Linked DNA regions of Mus musculus: region 2 is linked to region 1. The links are chromatin contacts, called in public promoter capture Hi-C maps. All regions are on one chromosome and are shown on one strand. The core of a region is the stretch at or near the end of the contact, and the rest is flanking DNA. Distances in the headings are between cores, read along the strand shown. Region 1 holds the start of Slx1b (SLX1 structure-specific endonuclease subunit homolog B (S. cerevisiae)). Region 2 holds the start of Tial1 (Tia1 cytotoxic granule-associated RNA binding protein-like 1).

Region 1 (3,550 bases), core at 266-2,765:
CTGGTGTGTCTGAAGATACAACAGTGTACTCATATACATTAAATAAAAAAATAATTCTTAAAAAAAAAAAAAGCAGAGAGAAGGGAGGGCTGTATGTGTATGGAAGTTTGGTCAGGGAAGTTTTACAGAGACAGGTTGTAGAGAGAACAAGCTAGACACCGGTGAAGACAAAAGGAGCCAGAGAATGAGAAGGAGCCAGAAGATTAGAACAGATTGTCAAGGCTAGTATGAGGCCAAGCAGAGCAATTCAGTCAAAAGCTGAGAGAAGCCGGATTGAATCAGCCATCTTGGAAGAATAGATTGTACAGAGGTTAGAAGCTTCCAGGGGTAGGCCTAGGGATAGTTAGAACAGAGAAAGAAACGCTCTGGCTCAGCCCAAGCCATATATTCACACAGCTTGGGTACGGCTCTCCTCTCACCCCTTCATCTGAGGAGATGAAAGCACATTCACATGGAAGTGTAAGCCAAATAAACGCGTTCCTCCCCAGTACGCTTTCGGTCCTGGTGACTCATCACAACAATAGTAACAATAGTAACAATAGTAACCCTAGGGGGCTGCAGAGATGGCTCAGAGGTTGAGAGCACTGACTGCTCTTCCAGAGGTCATGAGTTCAACTCCCAGCCACCACGTGCTGGCCCACAACCATCTGCGATGCATACAATTCCCTCTTCTGGCGTGTCTAAAGGCAGCTACACTGTACTCATATACATAAAATGAATAAATAGATCTTTAAATCTTTATTTTAAAAAATAGTAACCCTAAGATAAGGACCTAGGTTAATTGCATAGCATAGCTTTTGTATCTGATTTTTTTTTTTCTTAAATCCATTTATGTGCATGAATGTTTGGTACGTATGTGCAGAGATTAGAAGAGGGCGTCTGATACCCTGGTAGTGGAGTTACAAAGCAGCCCTAAACTTGTGCACTCGTAATCCAATTAAGCATCACAAATTTTAATCCAGCCATCGCAGAGTGTTGATATACATAAGGTGCCACCTCGCTGCTACGCTTGCTCTGGTGGCAGGCCAGGGACTCAGCACCGCCCCAGATCTAAAAAAAAAAAAAAAAAAAAAACCGGTCCCGCCTCTGTCACTCCTTTGCCCTAGCGGCCCGCCTCCTACGCGGAGCCTTCCGACCAGACACCCGCGCCTTCTTACCAGGGTCCTCGCCCGCTGGTCCGCCATGCTCCACCTTTCTTGCGACCCGCGTTGTGTTGCCGGACCCGACGAGCAGGATTGACAGTGAATCCAACGTAAACGCGGCCCCGATGCCGAGGGTTCTGGCAGTAGAGCAAGTAGACACCGAAGAAGCGCCCGGGTCTTGCTGCATGGTCCATCCGGACTTTCTGGGTTGAAGGGCCAGAGTTGGGGGTGGTTTCTGGGACCTCGGACCTCGGAAAGGGCTGGGTAGCCAGGACTGCAAAACCTTGGTTTAGGAAAAAGCACGGGAGAATGGTCCTGCAAACTCCTGGAAAGCCGGCAGAGCGACTTGCTGCGCCGCCTGCTGGCAGGAGGAGGGTGTGCAAGCGGAACCGCAGGACTGGCTGCCCTCCAGTCCGGCTCGGATTGGCTAACTGTTGGGAGGAAACCTCCCAAGTGCTGGGAATTCAAGGGAGCCAGGAGGCGGAAGTGCTGCCTTCGAAGCCGCCCTAGGAAGGGCGGAAGTGAGCGGCGTGGAGGAAGTGGCTGCAGTGAGGGCGGAAAGCGAGGTGGCGGGACCCGAGGCGAGGTTCTTTGCACGCTGGGCTGTAGCCCCGCCGGGCTGTGGTTATGGAACTCAGCGCCGATTACCTCCGCGAGAAGCTGCGGCAGGACCTGGAGGCAGAGCATGTGGTGAGTGCGATGCTGAGAGGTCGCGGGCGGTGGGGAAGGACTCCTGGGCGCGTGTTCCATCGTCCGGGTCTTCTGCCCGCTAGGAGGTGGAGGACACGACTCTGAACCGTTGCGCGACCAGCTTCCGAGTCCTGGTGGTGTCGGCTAAGTTCGAGGGAAAGCCACTGCTCCAGAGACACCGGTGAGCCCCGGGAGCCAGCCTCTCACCCAGCCAAGCCTCAGGCTCCGGATGGCAGCCCGGGCATCCGCTCGCCATGGGTGGGACCAACTCATTCCCAAAGCCCGGAGATGTGACCCATAGCCCCGAGGGTGCTCCTGCCTTTGTGATTGGATTCCTGTCCTCTCCTTGAATCCCCACTTCTTGGAGACGTCTCCGATCTCCTTGGTCACCCTAGCTTCGGAGCCCATCACTCCAGCTGAGGCCGCTCATTTCCCATTCCCTTCTCTCGCTCCAGGCTGGTGAACGAGTGCTTAGCCGAAGAGCTCCCGCACATCCATGCCTTTGAGCAGAAAACTCTGACCCCAGAGCAGTGGACCCGACAGCGGCGTGAATGAGGGGCCTAGGCCTGAACAGTCATTAAAATTTAAACCTGGCCCAGCTGGTCTCAGTGTGCTGTTTGAAGACCCTGAGGCCAAGTCACGGATGTGGCTTTTCCCTGACTCTCCTCCAGCCATTGTTTCAGCAAATTTGGATGGATTTCTTTCCTGAGCCCTCTAGGTCCCAACTTAAACAATGAAGATTCGGTTCTTAAGTCTGCCAAGGCTTTACTGTCAAACCCTGTGGTCTGTACTGTCACCAAGGTCAGACCTCAAAAAGCAGGGTGTTCCTGCTCTGTCAGCCCTCAGAAACCCTGAGCATTCTCCCAGGTTCCCTCACTCCAGGTTCCTGGAAGTAGCAGAGACAAGATACAGAATTTCTGTCAGTCTCTTCACAGGCGTACACACTCAGGAGGAGGGATGGACACAATGCACGCTGATGTTCAGTTCAGCTCTCCCACAGCTAGTTCCTCTCCACTGTGGATCTTTGCTTTGGTTTTGTCTTTCAGACAGGTCCCCATATGTTTCCCAGGCTGCTTGTAAATTCATGAGCTTAGGGGATCCTTTGGCCTTAGTCTTCCATGCAGCTATGGCTACAGACGTCCAGCACAATGCCCAGTCCTTCCCATATTGTCAAGGCTTGTCTCAGCCACCCAGTTTCCTGTCTCCATCTTCTCTTGATTTCATCACAGAGGTTGGTCAAGCTGGGATCATAGTAGTCAGTGTTCATGTCTTCCCTGTCCCTGGCATCATTTCCTGAACATTTTCAGTTCCTCTGGAGAACTAGTGATTCAGTCTCCTCACAAGGACCCCAAAAGAGCACCCCTTCACTCCCCAGTGATGGCCCTCCTCCAGTTTATAGGCAGAAGGGGCTTGCCCAGGATCACATGCCCTGTCGGGGTGAGACACAAGCTGGCAGGCAGAATTTTCCATTGTCTATACCCAGAAAACTCCATGGTGTGCTGAAGAGAGGAGGGCCGGGGTGGGGTCCTGGGTGTTCTCTGCATTGTATCAATTCAGCCATGGTACACTATAGAACCGCTCTGTCACCTCTGCCCTAGAGTCTCCGACCCTCTAGAACAGTTCTGTGCCATCCCAGCTCTACCCTCTGGAACCGCTCTGTGTGACCCCAGCTCTAGAGTCTCCCACCAATCAGGCACAGCAACTGCTGTCATATTGAG
Region 2 (3,550 bases), core at 723-3,222, 1.8 Mb after region 1:
ATATGTTTAGGATGTTTTCAAGTTTAAAAAAAAAAAAAAAAAAAAAAAAAGATGTTTTCAAGTTTCCCAAGCCAGATGTTAAGCGAAATAAAAATGTAAAGTATAAACAATGCTCAAAAAATATCTGTTATCAACACTGAATATACATATGGACCTTCTTTACTGAACATATTTTCTGTGCTACGCATGAAGCTCTGAGAAGCTAGCTAGTCAGAGGTCCTGAATGTCTATCCACCGTCGTCGATTCCCTAAAAAGTACTTTCCCCATCAGCTAACCCAGCCAAGTGGACTCTGACCATCATACCAATCAATACTAGGCAGTGGGAGGCAAGAGAGACAAAGCAGTAGGCTGACTCTATGTATTTACTCCAGGCAGGAGTAGTAGGCCTGGAGAGGCTGGGAAAACCCAAGGTGCTCACTTTAAACAATGAATTGGAAATTACTCAGACTAAGGAAAAAAAAAAAAGAGTGCCACACTATTTGGAAAGGAATACAGACGCTGAGTCATCACTCTGCATGGGAGGGGGGGCCGGCGGAGGGGGGTAGGAAACGCCAATTAAGCGGTTGGAAGATGCGATTCATTCATTAGATTGGGCTTCAGGTGAAACCCGACAGCTATACCGCGAAAAATAGCACTCAAAAGACAGGTAACAAATAGCGGGAGCAGTCATCCTTTTATCCAACTCCGATGGTCCGGACGCACAAACGGATTAGGAAGCGGCATCACTAACTGAGCGAAAGGAGTTTAACTGGTTGTCAGGTTGGCGCAGTAAGCGCTCAAAGTAAACTTCGTTATCCAAGGGACAGAGGTGGTGCACGGTGGCGAAAAGCAATCACTTTGGCACTTCAAAAGCAGCAGGCGCTAGGCGGGTGTTTCTGACAGCGTGGGGCACGTGGGGCAGAAAGAGACAAGGGGCTCCTCTGGTTAAAGAGTGGTAGACTGGGGAGAAGGACTCGGAGCGACTGAGGCTGAGGACGTGGACTGCTGAGGACGTGGACTGAGGCTAAACGTTCAAGCCAAAGGATGCAGTAGTGGTCCCACCCCCGCCAAGCCCTGCCCCCGTAGGGACCCACAGCTCCTGGCTCAGCCCGGAGCCCCCAAAGCACAGGGGGAACAGTAGCTCTCCCGCGCCTGACAGCCTCAGCCGTGCACAAGCCCAGCCAAGCAAGAGTGTGCAAAAGAAGGGGTCGGGAGGAAAAAGTCGAGACAAGCCCTAGACCCTAGGAAGTGACTGTGTTTGGGGGGGAAGGGAGGGCTTCCTTCTCTGGGAAGGGGGACAGATGAGGAATGCACTTCACAGCCGCGCCACCGCGACGCCCGGCTCTCCGCTTCTAGTCCCGGGCTCCTGCTCTCCCTTCCTCCCTCCGCTTCCCGCAGTGCCCGGGCCACTCGGTGCCTGGCACCCCGGGTCTCGGGTACTCACAGAGTCCGGGGCTGTCCGTCGTCTTCCATCATGGTGGGTGCGACGGAGTGATCCCGGGACAAGGGGGAGGGCAGGGCTGGGGAGGGGAGGGGGCGGGAAGGAAGGGGAGGGGGGCTCCGGGCGCCGGCTGGGGACAGAGGAAAAGGTACTGAACCCCGCTCTCGGGTCCGCTCCCCCCAGCCCGCTCCGGACACTGCGCTCCAACCAGGAGGAGCAGGAGGAGGAGGAGGATGAACAAAATGGCCGCCACCACCAGCCAGGCAGGAAACGCGGCAGGGCGCAGGCGCGGCCCGCCAGGTCACTGCTCAGGCCAGCTGCGACGGCCTGTCCGGCAAAAGTAGCTAAAGAGACAGAAAGCCCGGCCAAAGAGTACACCCTGCGACTGGACACGACGGAGCACGTTGTCGCTGTGGGCCTGCTGGCCAGTCAAGACCTATCCGGGTCCAAGAGAGACCCAACACAGAGAGAAAAGCCGCGAAACCAAGTCTCCGGGAATTGCGGTCCCGGGAAAGTGGGGGAAGCCCTTCTCCAGTGGCCTTCTGGGAACTGTAGTTCAAGGCAGACCCTGCGCCTGCCGGAGCGCGAAGGAGAGATTTCTGGGTAGTGTAGTCGTACGTGAGGACGTGCCGCGACTAAGTAGTCGGCGTGCCGGGATAGAGCGAGGAATAAAAGGCGGGCGGCCGAAATAGAGAGGAGCTGTCCGGGAAGTAAACTACAAATCCCAGAGTGCCTCGCGCCGGGGCCCGCCCCAGGATCGCTCTTAGCATCTTAAGGCTCTTCTGTTGGTCCAGTGTGAGCTTCTGCTCCGCCTCCGTCCAGCCCCAGAGCGGTTTCTTCAACTGCAGATCAGGCGGTGTGCTGGCTCCGCGTGGTTCTCCCGTCAGCCGGCCTTGCCCGCCTCTACTCTCAGAACTGCTGGTCCGTGTTCAACAACCGACGCCTCACGCGACGGGCAAAAGAGTGGCAACTCTGAACCCGGAGAGATGTAGCGGACATCGGGCAACACCAGATCCAGCCTTGTCTTTGAGCACGTGTTCTAACCAGATAGGCCTTTCTAGACTATACCGCTTGTAACTTGCTTTACAAGTTCCACAAGGATCGCTACCCATTATCTCATCGGATTAGTGGGTAAGGCTGCAAAAGAGCAGCCCCTCATTCAAATGGCTTGTACCGCTCTTTCAAATCCCTACTTAAAACTTAAATATTCGCGTGGTGGCGCACAGTGCTACTGAACAGGAGGATAATGGATTTAAGGCCAGCCTAGAAATAGATACCAAGACCTTATCAAAAACTAATAATCAGTGAAAACAGCAAAGAGGCTCAACGACCAGGTCTCATGCCAAAACAGTCTGGAGTTCGGTATTGGAGGACACGGGCTGCTAGTATTGAGATGCTAAAGCAAGAGAGGAGATAGAATCATGACAATCTACTGGATGTACACCACATTTGTGGCTGAGGCCCCTAGGGGTCAGACGAAGGGATGGCATTCCCTGCCTGAGACTGGAGTTAACAGTGGTTGTGAGCTGCATATGAGTGCTGAGAACCAAACTGGAAGCCACTGTAAGTGTGCTCTTAACCAGCTCTCCCGTGCCCCCAGCTGCACACTGTCTCATTGAAGGAGAGAAAAGGTCTGGTGGCCAACAGAGAGCTTTGGGGTAGCTTATAGATCTGCTTAGCTGCATACTGAAACCCTACCTGAATTTACAGGTACAGTGGGAGATTGGAGGCTGCTTCTCCATGAGCCTAGGAAGGAGAGAGTAAGTCTGAACGAGAAACGGATTATATCCCAAAGTGAAAAAGGAAAGAGCAACTGGGCGTGGTGGCGCACGCCTTTGATCCCAGCACTTGGGAGGCAGAGGCAGGCGAATTTCTGAGTTCGAGGCCAGCGTGGTCTACAGAATGAGTTCCAGGACAGCCAAGGCTATACACAGCAAATCCTATCTCGAAAAAGCCAAAAAAAAAAAAAATTAATTTTTTTTTTAAAAAAGGAAAGGAAAGAACTTCAGAGAGCTTCAGAAATCTACACAAGTGAAACAAAGGGGTCAGAAAAAAAAATAGGGAAGGGAAGAGGTGGGGAAGGCACCAAGCTCAGCCTCAGCCATACAGTTCCCATCCACTTCCAAAAG

Evidence for each region. Capture Hi-C pulls out chosen DNA fragments and counts their contacts.
Region 2: a promoter capture Hi-C map of adipose tissue shows a contact between it and region 1, with 4 times the contacts expected there. The contact joins the promoter of Tial1 here to the promoter of Slx1b in region 1. A contact is called at or near these places in 2 of 39 promoter capture datasets (liver and pre-B cells) and 1 of 9 other capture datasets (adipose tissue).

The regions. Positions count from the first base shown.
Region 1 is chr7:126,694,268-126,697,817 of GRCm38.p6, forward strand. It overlaps Slx1b (SLX1 structure-specific endonuclease subunit homolog B (S. cerevisiae)), which reads right to left and starts at 1,516. Exons shown (of 6, transcript NM_029420.4): 1 at 1,158-1,516. The coding sequence starts at 1,336. It overlaps Bola2 (bolA-like 2 (E. coli)), which reads left to right and starts at 1,733. Exons shown (of 3, transcript NM_175103.3): 1 at 1,733-1,832; 2 at 1,916-2,013; 3 at 2,288-2,426. The coding sequence starts at 1,770. The coding sequence ends at 2,387.
Region 2 is chr7:128,459,701-128,463,250 of GRCm38.p6, forward strand. Tial1 (Tia1 cytotoxic granule-associated RNA binding protein-like 1) reads right to left here and starts at 1,973. Exons shown (of 12, transcript NM_001347640.1): 1 at 1,425-1,973. The coding sequence starts at 1,456. Gm32816 (a long non-coding RNA gene) reads left to right here and starts at 2,020. Exons shown (of 4, transcript XR_378509.4): 1 at 2,020-2,552.